2 separate regions of the Sus scrofa genome follow, and region 1 is linked to region 2. A link is a contact called in public Hi-C data. All regions are on one chromosome and are shown on one strand. Each heading gives the region's core, a stretch centred on a gene start, on an enhancer-like site or on the middle of the called end of the contact. The rest is flanking DNA. Distances are from core to core; before and after follow the strand shown. Region 1 overlaps ADD2 (beta-adducin). Region 2 holds the start of ADD2 (beta-adducin).

Region 1 (3,767 bases), core at 74-2,573, 66 kb before region 2:
AAGCGTGGCTTTTCAGACCATTGAGACAAAAATAGGGCATGTCTGCCCACCAGGTGGCAGCGTGGAACCCTCAGGAGGAAACAGAGAACCACTTAGGGGTTGGGGAATCTACAAAAGGACAGAAGAAGCATGACCACCTCCTGTCCCCATTGCCTGCCTGAGAAGTCCCATCCTTCGGGCCCCAAAACTTGGGTTGGTGCTAACTCTGCCACTTCTCCTCCCACACCTGCCATCCCATATTCCTCCAGACTCCCCAGTGTCACCTGTCACCAAGACCTCCGGCCCATCCCCCTTACTGCTCCTCTATGTGCCCTTTCAACCAGGGTCACACACAGTGCCCTGCTCACCCTGGGTCTCCAAAAACCCGGGAGGGGCTGAGGCAGAGCCCATCCTGGCAGGTACCTGGATTTGCCAGCTCCATCCTTGAGCTTCTCAGCACTTAGGAGCAGGCCCTGTTTCCTGAGGAGCCCCCAGCTCTACCGGCGGGAGGCTCCCCGCTTGCCTCTTTCCACTGCTCTTCCTCCCCTCCAAGGACTGCATCACCCGCCTGCTTCACTGGTCCAGGAGGCTCACCCTCCCTCCTTCTCAGCCATCACCCGCCTCAAGGAAGAGCTCTGTGTCCACGCCAGGCAGGCACCAACTGACCTCAAGAGGGGCACCATGGCTCGGTGATCAGGACCTGTCCCCTGGGCCCTCCACTCCGCCACCTTCTGGAGCTCAGACCCACTTCACCCCTGCCCCGGTATCAAAGCCTTACTTGCCAGGACAGAGTTTCTGGTGTTCAGAAAAGGGAGCCCCAAATCTCCTACGTGACCCTCCCCCTACACCCCCACCCTTGGTTTACCTAAATCTGTTACGTCATTGTTACAGCTTGTAGTGAGGAGAGAAAAGAAGGTTGGAAACTGAGACTCAGAAGGGGCACAAGTAACCGAGGTGGGGCTCCTGTCCTTCAGACCCAGCTCCCCCAACCACCCAGCCAAACCCTAAATGAGGATGTGCCAGCTGCCCATGCCTGGAGAGAGACCCAAACACCCACGTTACCAGGGCGTCTTGCTCAGTGAGTTTAAAATTGCTCAGATCCTGAACGAGCGGAAGAGCAGTTATTTATCTTTCAAGTGCAGCGTCCCCCCACCCCCTCCCTCCTCCCCCTGCCCGCCTGGGGCAGACCCCACTCACCGGGCTCTGCAGGATCATGGTGACGCGCTTCTTCTGCTCCATCAGGTTGAAGTCCTGCCGCAGGTCCGCCGCACGGTTGCGAAGGCGCAGGTACTCAGGGTCTTCCTCAGAGAAGCGGTCGAAGTACTGCCGCCCCTGCGCGGGCGGCGGGGAGGCGGCCTCGGGGACCGTCTCTTCACTCATAGTCCTCCTGGTGAGTTTATGGTCCACTCCTGGAACCCTGCAGAGAAGGGAGGAGGCTGTTCCCAGTCGGGGTACACGACTCCTAAAGCAGAGGGCTTGGATTCCGCGGCATTCGCGGTGGGATGCGGCTATGCCCGGGAGGGTGTGAGTGGGACCGCGCGGGTTGGAGGACAGGGCTCCGCGGCTACCGGCCTATAGGGGGCGCTGATGCACCGTCCGACTAAGTGGAAATTTGTCACCAGCTCCAGGCCCCCGGCTTCAGCCCCCACTCTGGTTCAAGCGGTCTGGTCTCCCAGGGTGAGGGCGACGTGCAGACTTTGGCGGCAGTTCTGTAATGCTTATCTACACAGTGTAAACTTGTTCACTGGGAAATCGGACTTGATGTAAAATGTAAACCCTCTAAGACGCCTCCTAAAAACATTATGTGGGAAATTCATAAAAAGAGAACGGGGACCGTCTAAGAGGCGGTAAATGCTTCCCGCAGGGCTCTTCTTTACAACTTTGTCTTTGCCCTGGCCTCTGAATCATGAATCTTTATGTAAAGAGTGTCTCAATGCAGAATTAGTAAATGTCTTACTCCAAGTTTAAAAAAGGTGTACCATTTTTACGAATGGAAAATTAGTCTCTCTTAAGCCCTACTAAATAAATATTGAGAAACATTAACAGAATAAACGCTGTCCGAAGGGCACGAAGTTACCGGGCTGCCCAGAGGCCCATATATCTAGATCCTGGAGTGAGCCTTTGGAGAGCTGGGCTGGTCACAGCTACCTTTTCCTGCTGACCACGGGGAAAGCATATTCTTGCTGGCCGTGAGCCGTCTGTGACCTCTTCTTCCATTTTCTGTCAGCACTTTACCCTCCACCTTACAGCTGCTTGGAGTGGGTGGGCTGGGCTGATGCACTAGGCCAGGGAAGTGGAAGTCTGTCCCACTAGCCCGGAACACTTGGGTGATCCACTGATTGATATTATTGTTGTTGCTGTTATTATTATTATTTTGCATTCTTCTCCTTTGCAAAAGGCAAATTGCAAATTCAAAGGAAGACACATGGACAGGATCCCTCCAGGGACAGACCTGAACCCTTGGCCTAGAGCAGGGATCTCAGCCTTGAGTGCACATTGGAACCACATGGAGAACTTTGAAAAATTACTGATATCAGTGATTTTAATATTATTAGTCTGAGGCATGGCCTGGACATCAGGATTTTTAAAAGCTCTGAGTGATTCTAATGGGCAGTCAGGGTTAAAATACTACTGGCTAGATGTTAGGGGTTGTGTTGTGGAACGGAAGATATCCATTCCAGATGCCGACCATTTCTAGCTAGCCTGCCAAAGATGGCACAGCGCCTCTAACGCCAGTGTCAGGTGCCACTTCCCAAGGCCATCCAGGCCCTTCTTCCCACTCCAACCTGGGACGACAAGTGTCCTCCAAATGCCACCACAACCGGTTTTGTCAAGTTTATGAGACTATGACCTCTGATCTTAATTCTGTCACTAGTCAGTCGGCTCCTCATGAAAGCCCTCATCAGATCTCCACCAGCTGGCGCCACCCTCGACAGCCACACGGATGGGATGGAGGATGGAAGAGGGAGTCACCTGCACGTGGCAGCCCCAAACAAACAAACACAACAAACATTCTCGAAAGACATATTTTGAAACATATTTGGCAGGTTGTTAGAATGTTTGAGATTGTACTTAATGCCAATTAAAGCCAGATTTTTTTTGTTTGTTTGTTTGTTTTTTGCCTTTTCTAGGGCCGCTCCCGCGGCATATGGAGTTTCCCAGGCTAGGGGTCTAATCGGAGCTGTAGCCACTGGCCTACATCAGAGCCACAGCAACTCGGCATCCGAGCCACGTCTGTGACCTACACCACAGCTCACAGCAACGCCGGATCCTTAACCCACTGATCGAGGTCAGGGATCGAGCCCGCAACCTCATGGTTTCTAGTTGGATTCGTTAACCACTGAGCCATGACAGGAACTCCCAAAGCCAGATTCTTAATCTAAGTGGAGAGTGACTGAGTCCCTCGGGGATGTTTCTGGTCGAATTAGCTCTGGACTAGAAGTCACAGCCTGCAGTGTTGCCCCGCTTCTGACATTCTCTAGTTCATGGACTCGGACAAGTAATTTCCCTCTTTGAGTCTGACTGTGTCCATCCCTAGATGGAGGAGGGGACAGAATGGACCTCTGGGGCCCCTTCCAGCTCTGGTGCTGTATGGAGAAAGACAGATTCATGTAGAAAAGGCAGAAGGGTGGGAAATCCAGGTTTCCTGGAGCAAGAGACCCTCTTCCTGCCTCCCCCCAATGCCTCTTCCTCAAGCCAAATGCCAGAAGAGAAACATCTGCAAAGAACACACAGGAGCTGGTCACCTTGTGGTTTCAAGTCAATCCCACATGCATGGGCTTCATTAA
Region 2 (3,954 bases), core at 510-3,009:
ACTCTCACTTCAAAGGTTACCAACTATTTTTCCCTTAAAATGAAACCTCATTTTCAAACCCCATTAATCCCTCATCACACAAGTTCAATATCTCATGGATCTCTACTAGCTCCACACCCTAGAAGTGGAAGAAGGGCGTCTACTTCCCCCATCATTTGCTCCTGCTGCAATTTGGGGTTAGAAAGCACAAAATGTCCATTTAGGAAACAGATTTGATTTCTAGTATTTATAAGGTTCGTTTGAGTCAGTTGAATCTTAGCCGACAAACTGCAAGAGGAGGGAAGAGTGGGTGTAGAGAAACAGATGGGTAATAATCAAGTGTCAAAGATAAATGACAATTTTCAAAAGAATTTGATAGGGTGTGGGCTGGGGCTTTTCTCCCCTCCTCCTTCTTTTCTCTCTCTCCCTCCCCCCCCCTTTTCTTCTTCTTCTTTTCTTTCTTTCTTTTTTTTTTTTTTTTTTTTTTTTTTTTGGCAGGGGGTGGGGATTAGAGAAGAGAAAGGGGGAGAAAAGGCAAGACAATAGGCTAGACCCGAGCGCCTGATCAGCATCCTAAAGCAGTTTGCCCCTCCCTTCCCCCCCAACACCAGGTAGACTGACTACGGTCGCGATTTCAAAACAAGCAGACGCTGTCCTCCGCCTCCCTGGTGGAGGGCGGCCTCCTCCCGGGTGCTGGAGGGCCGGGGAGGCAGGGGAAAAGAGCCGAGGGACGATGAAATCTAAGAGATGAACAGATTGGCCGGACCTCCTCGGGGACAGTGGCCTTTTTTTCCCTCCAAACTGGTGCGGTCGCATAAAAATTCAACCCACTCGGGTCCGCTCACGTGCCCGCGCCCCTGCTCCCAGTGCAGGCGGCTGCCGACGCCGCACCTGCTCGCCCGCAGCTGCGGCGGAGCGCGGCGCCTCAGCGATGGCGAGGCCGGGGGAGCGCGCCCAGCCCTGCCATGCGCGCCTCGCCGCTTCCCCGGAGGGCGGCGGCCGAGCGCGAAGGGGCGGGAGGGGCGGCCCCGCCCGGCGGAGCTCGCCGCCCGCTGGCCCGCCTGCCCGCCTGGACCGAGAAGAAAGCCCCACCTGTCAGACGCTGCGCTCCGGGCGAGTGGGTCCGGCTGTCCCCAGGCAGAGGCCAGAGCTTGGAAGCCCGGCTTTCCAAAGAACCTCCAATGTTACATCAGCAACAAAAACCTTTAGGCATAAAGCACAGCCGCGGGTAAGGGCTGCATCGCACTCATTAAGACAAGCTCACCGTTCTGGACCAACCAGCTCCCGCTCGGTGGAAGGATGCTGTAGGGGTCTCAAATTCGATTAAAATAAACAAAACCAAGGCCAGCCCACGGCGCCCACTCCCAAGATGGGCTTACCTCCTGCACGGCATCTTATCCATCTCTGGTCTTCCACTGCGGGTTGTGGGGTTTGGTTTGTTGGCTGTTGTTTTTCTTTTTTGGATCTGCTCGATAAATGAGCCCAGCTAATCGTCAGGGCAATGTTTTCTACTCATCCTGCAGCCCCGCACTCGCCAGAGCTGCCTGGAATTCCACCAGCAATGCAGCTTCTCCGCGTCAGCGGTAATTACAGACAACAGAGGCTGCTACTCCTTGACAAAAGGCTTTCGTTGCCGTTCGTCCCTTACAGCCGTGCTGTCAGAATTAAATCCATTTCCCGCACCAGGCGGGGAGGAAATGAGAGCTCTCTTGGCCGTGTGCGCTGACAAAAGAATGCTTGGCGGTGCCCACAGCGCCCCCTCTAGCGGGCCGCTGCCCGGCCACCCGAGCGAGGGCCGCCGTGCTGCAGTGCCCCCGCCCGCAGCCTGCCGCCCGCGCTGCCGCAGTCCCGCCGCCCAGGCCCTCTGCCCACGGCCACTCCCGCACCGCGAGCTGCTCGGAACAGCCAAGAGCCAACGTGAGCATGTTGTTGCTCGGAAGAAAATCTGAAACGTGAGCTCTGTTAGAGGATGTATCCTCCTGGGATTAAATAGGAAAAAGTCTTGTTCCTGTCTGGAAAGGACACTTTGCCTTGAGAAGACCAATTCAATTAGTGATTTTAATAGCAATTGTTCAACCGTTTGAATTCCAAGGCTTTTTAATCCCTATTCTAATGCTGATTCCGTTTTCCACGTGGGCAAAATATTTGCTATTGCCCTACCCTCTTAGGCTATGTATGGGCCCAGGTCCCTCCAATTCTCACTATTTCCTCCTCTCACTCCCTCCTCTCCCCAGTCTCCCACCCCAGAAGGAACAGGTGTTTCGTGAATGGGCAGCTGGATGGAGCACCAGAATACGTGGTTACAGTCTCAGACCTCCCATTAAGTAATTAGCTGTGTGACCCTGATGAAGTCACTTAACCTCTCTGGGCCTTATTGTCTTAACTCTGTAAAATGGTAGTATACCTAAGGCAACTCTCACTTCTACTTTCTGACGGTGTTTCTCAATGTGTGGCCCTCAGAGAAGAGGGATGTCGGGTGGCAGCTTGGGACTTTAGACGCTCATATTCTCCATCAACCCCAAAGCTCCCCTAAATCAACATTCATGCCAGATGTTTTTAAAAATGTGATGGCAGGGCAAGTACAGCTTCTAGAAAAGCCTCTGGTCACTGCCCCCATCCAGATCATGGCCCCTCTGCTCCCTCAAGGTTCTGGGGCAACACAGCCGCATAAAAATCACCAGACCCCACTACAGCACTGCTGCAGAATCAGAATTTCTGGAGCTGGGGCCAGAAACCCATGTTTTTAACAAGCATTCCTAACGATTCCTTTGAAAACTAACGTATGAGAAATGCGACTGTACTTGAGCTACTACCAGTGTAGGAAAGAAGAAAGTGCCCACTACAAAAGCCCTAGGACACCTGGCAAGCACTGCATTTCAGGGGCCAGAGTGAATTTTGCCTTTCTTCTCTAGCTCCCCCAGCCCCTCCAACCCCTGGTCTCTAGCCTTACTTCCCCACTCAGTGCTTCTCATCCGTTCCCACTTCATCCTCAGAATCACTCAGCAGAAGCCCTCTCCCCATTCTCTCATCAAAATCTGCTAGAATTACAAGCAGCTCAGCCACCAGGACCTGAAGTCTGTCTGGCCAGAACCAGGAAATGACATGTTTATTGAGACACTCAGGTGGCCTGAGCACTATTGGTGCTGAGCAATAATATCTGAGAAGTTGGAACTGCCTTCTCCAGAGCCCCAAAATCACAGGTATGGTAAGCCCTTTTCTAAAACAGAACCCAAAAAGGGAAGAGAATTTTTGTTTAGTCTAGAAATAGCAGGTTTCATAAATCCCCTTGGTCATGTTCATCACTCAACATTTTCTCTTCCTGGTGTGTCCTTAAGCTTTCTCAAACTAATAATAGCAAACTCTTGTTTGGTCCTGCCATTGCATTTTGATCATTATCCTACAAGAACGCTATGAGGATGGAAATATTATTATCCTATTTAATAGATGAAGAGACAGAGGCGCAGAGAGGTTAGGTTACTTCCCAAGGTTCCACAGCTAGTAGGTGGCCAAGCCAGGATGCAAACTCAAGCACCATGGCTCCATAGCTGAGCCCTAACCTTACACATGGCCTCTCAGAGGAGACAAAAAAATTTACTTTACAAGCAGAATTAATCCTCCTACATGGTTGGTGGAAGGAAAATTGCCACACCACTGTGGAAAACCATATGGGGAATTCTCAAAAAACTACAAATAAAACTACCGTGTAACCCAGCAATTCCACTCCAGGGTATATATCAAAACAAACAAACAAACAAAAAAAACAGAAAAAGCTAATTTGAAAAGACACAAGCACTGCAATATTCATAGCAGCATTATTTACAGTTGCGAAGGCAGGAAAGCAAACTAAACGTCCATCCATAGATGAATGGATGAAAAAGATGAGGTATATATATATATATATATTGGACTGCTACTCAGCCATAAAAGAAGAATGAAATTTTGCCATTTGCAGCAACATGGATCGACTTGGAGGGC

The links. Hi-C and Micro-C count contacts between places; a contact is called where the count stands out from the background.
Region 1: a contact with region 2 is called in a Hi-C map of undifferentiated spermatogonia, with 1.9 times the contacts expected there. The contact joins the enhancer-like site here to the promoter of ADD2 in region 2. A contact is called at or near these places in 1 of 5 promoter capture datasets (fetal liver) and 6 of 47 Hi-C or Micro-C datasets (brain, embryonic fibroblasts, fetal liver and 1 more).

What each region holds. Positions count from the first base shown.
Region 1 is chr3:71,793,882-71,797,648 of Sscrofa11.1, reverse strand. ADD2 (beta-adducin) reads right to left here. Exons shown (of 17, transcript XM_021087396.1): 3 at 1,177-1,396. The coding sequence starts at 1,359. Among named protein-coding and RNA genes, the nearest start is that of ADD2, 66 kb to the right of the region's middle. Within about 2 kb of position 1,323, at least 6 of the 83 cell types and tissues checked have an H3K27ac peak or open chromatin away from gene starts, as enhancers often do. A contact at or near this core is called in fetal liver and undifferentiated spermatogonia, where this site is marked.
Region 2 is chr3:71,727,687-71,731,640 of Sscrofa11.1, reverse strand. It overlaps ADD2 (beta-adducin), which reads right to left and starts at 1,759. Exons shown (of 17, transcript XM_021087396.1): 1 at 1,359-1,759.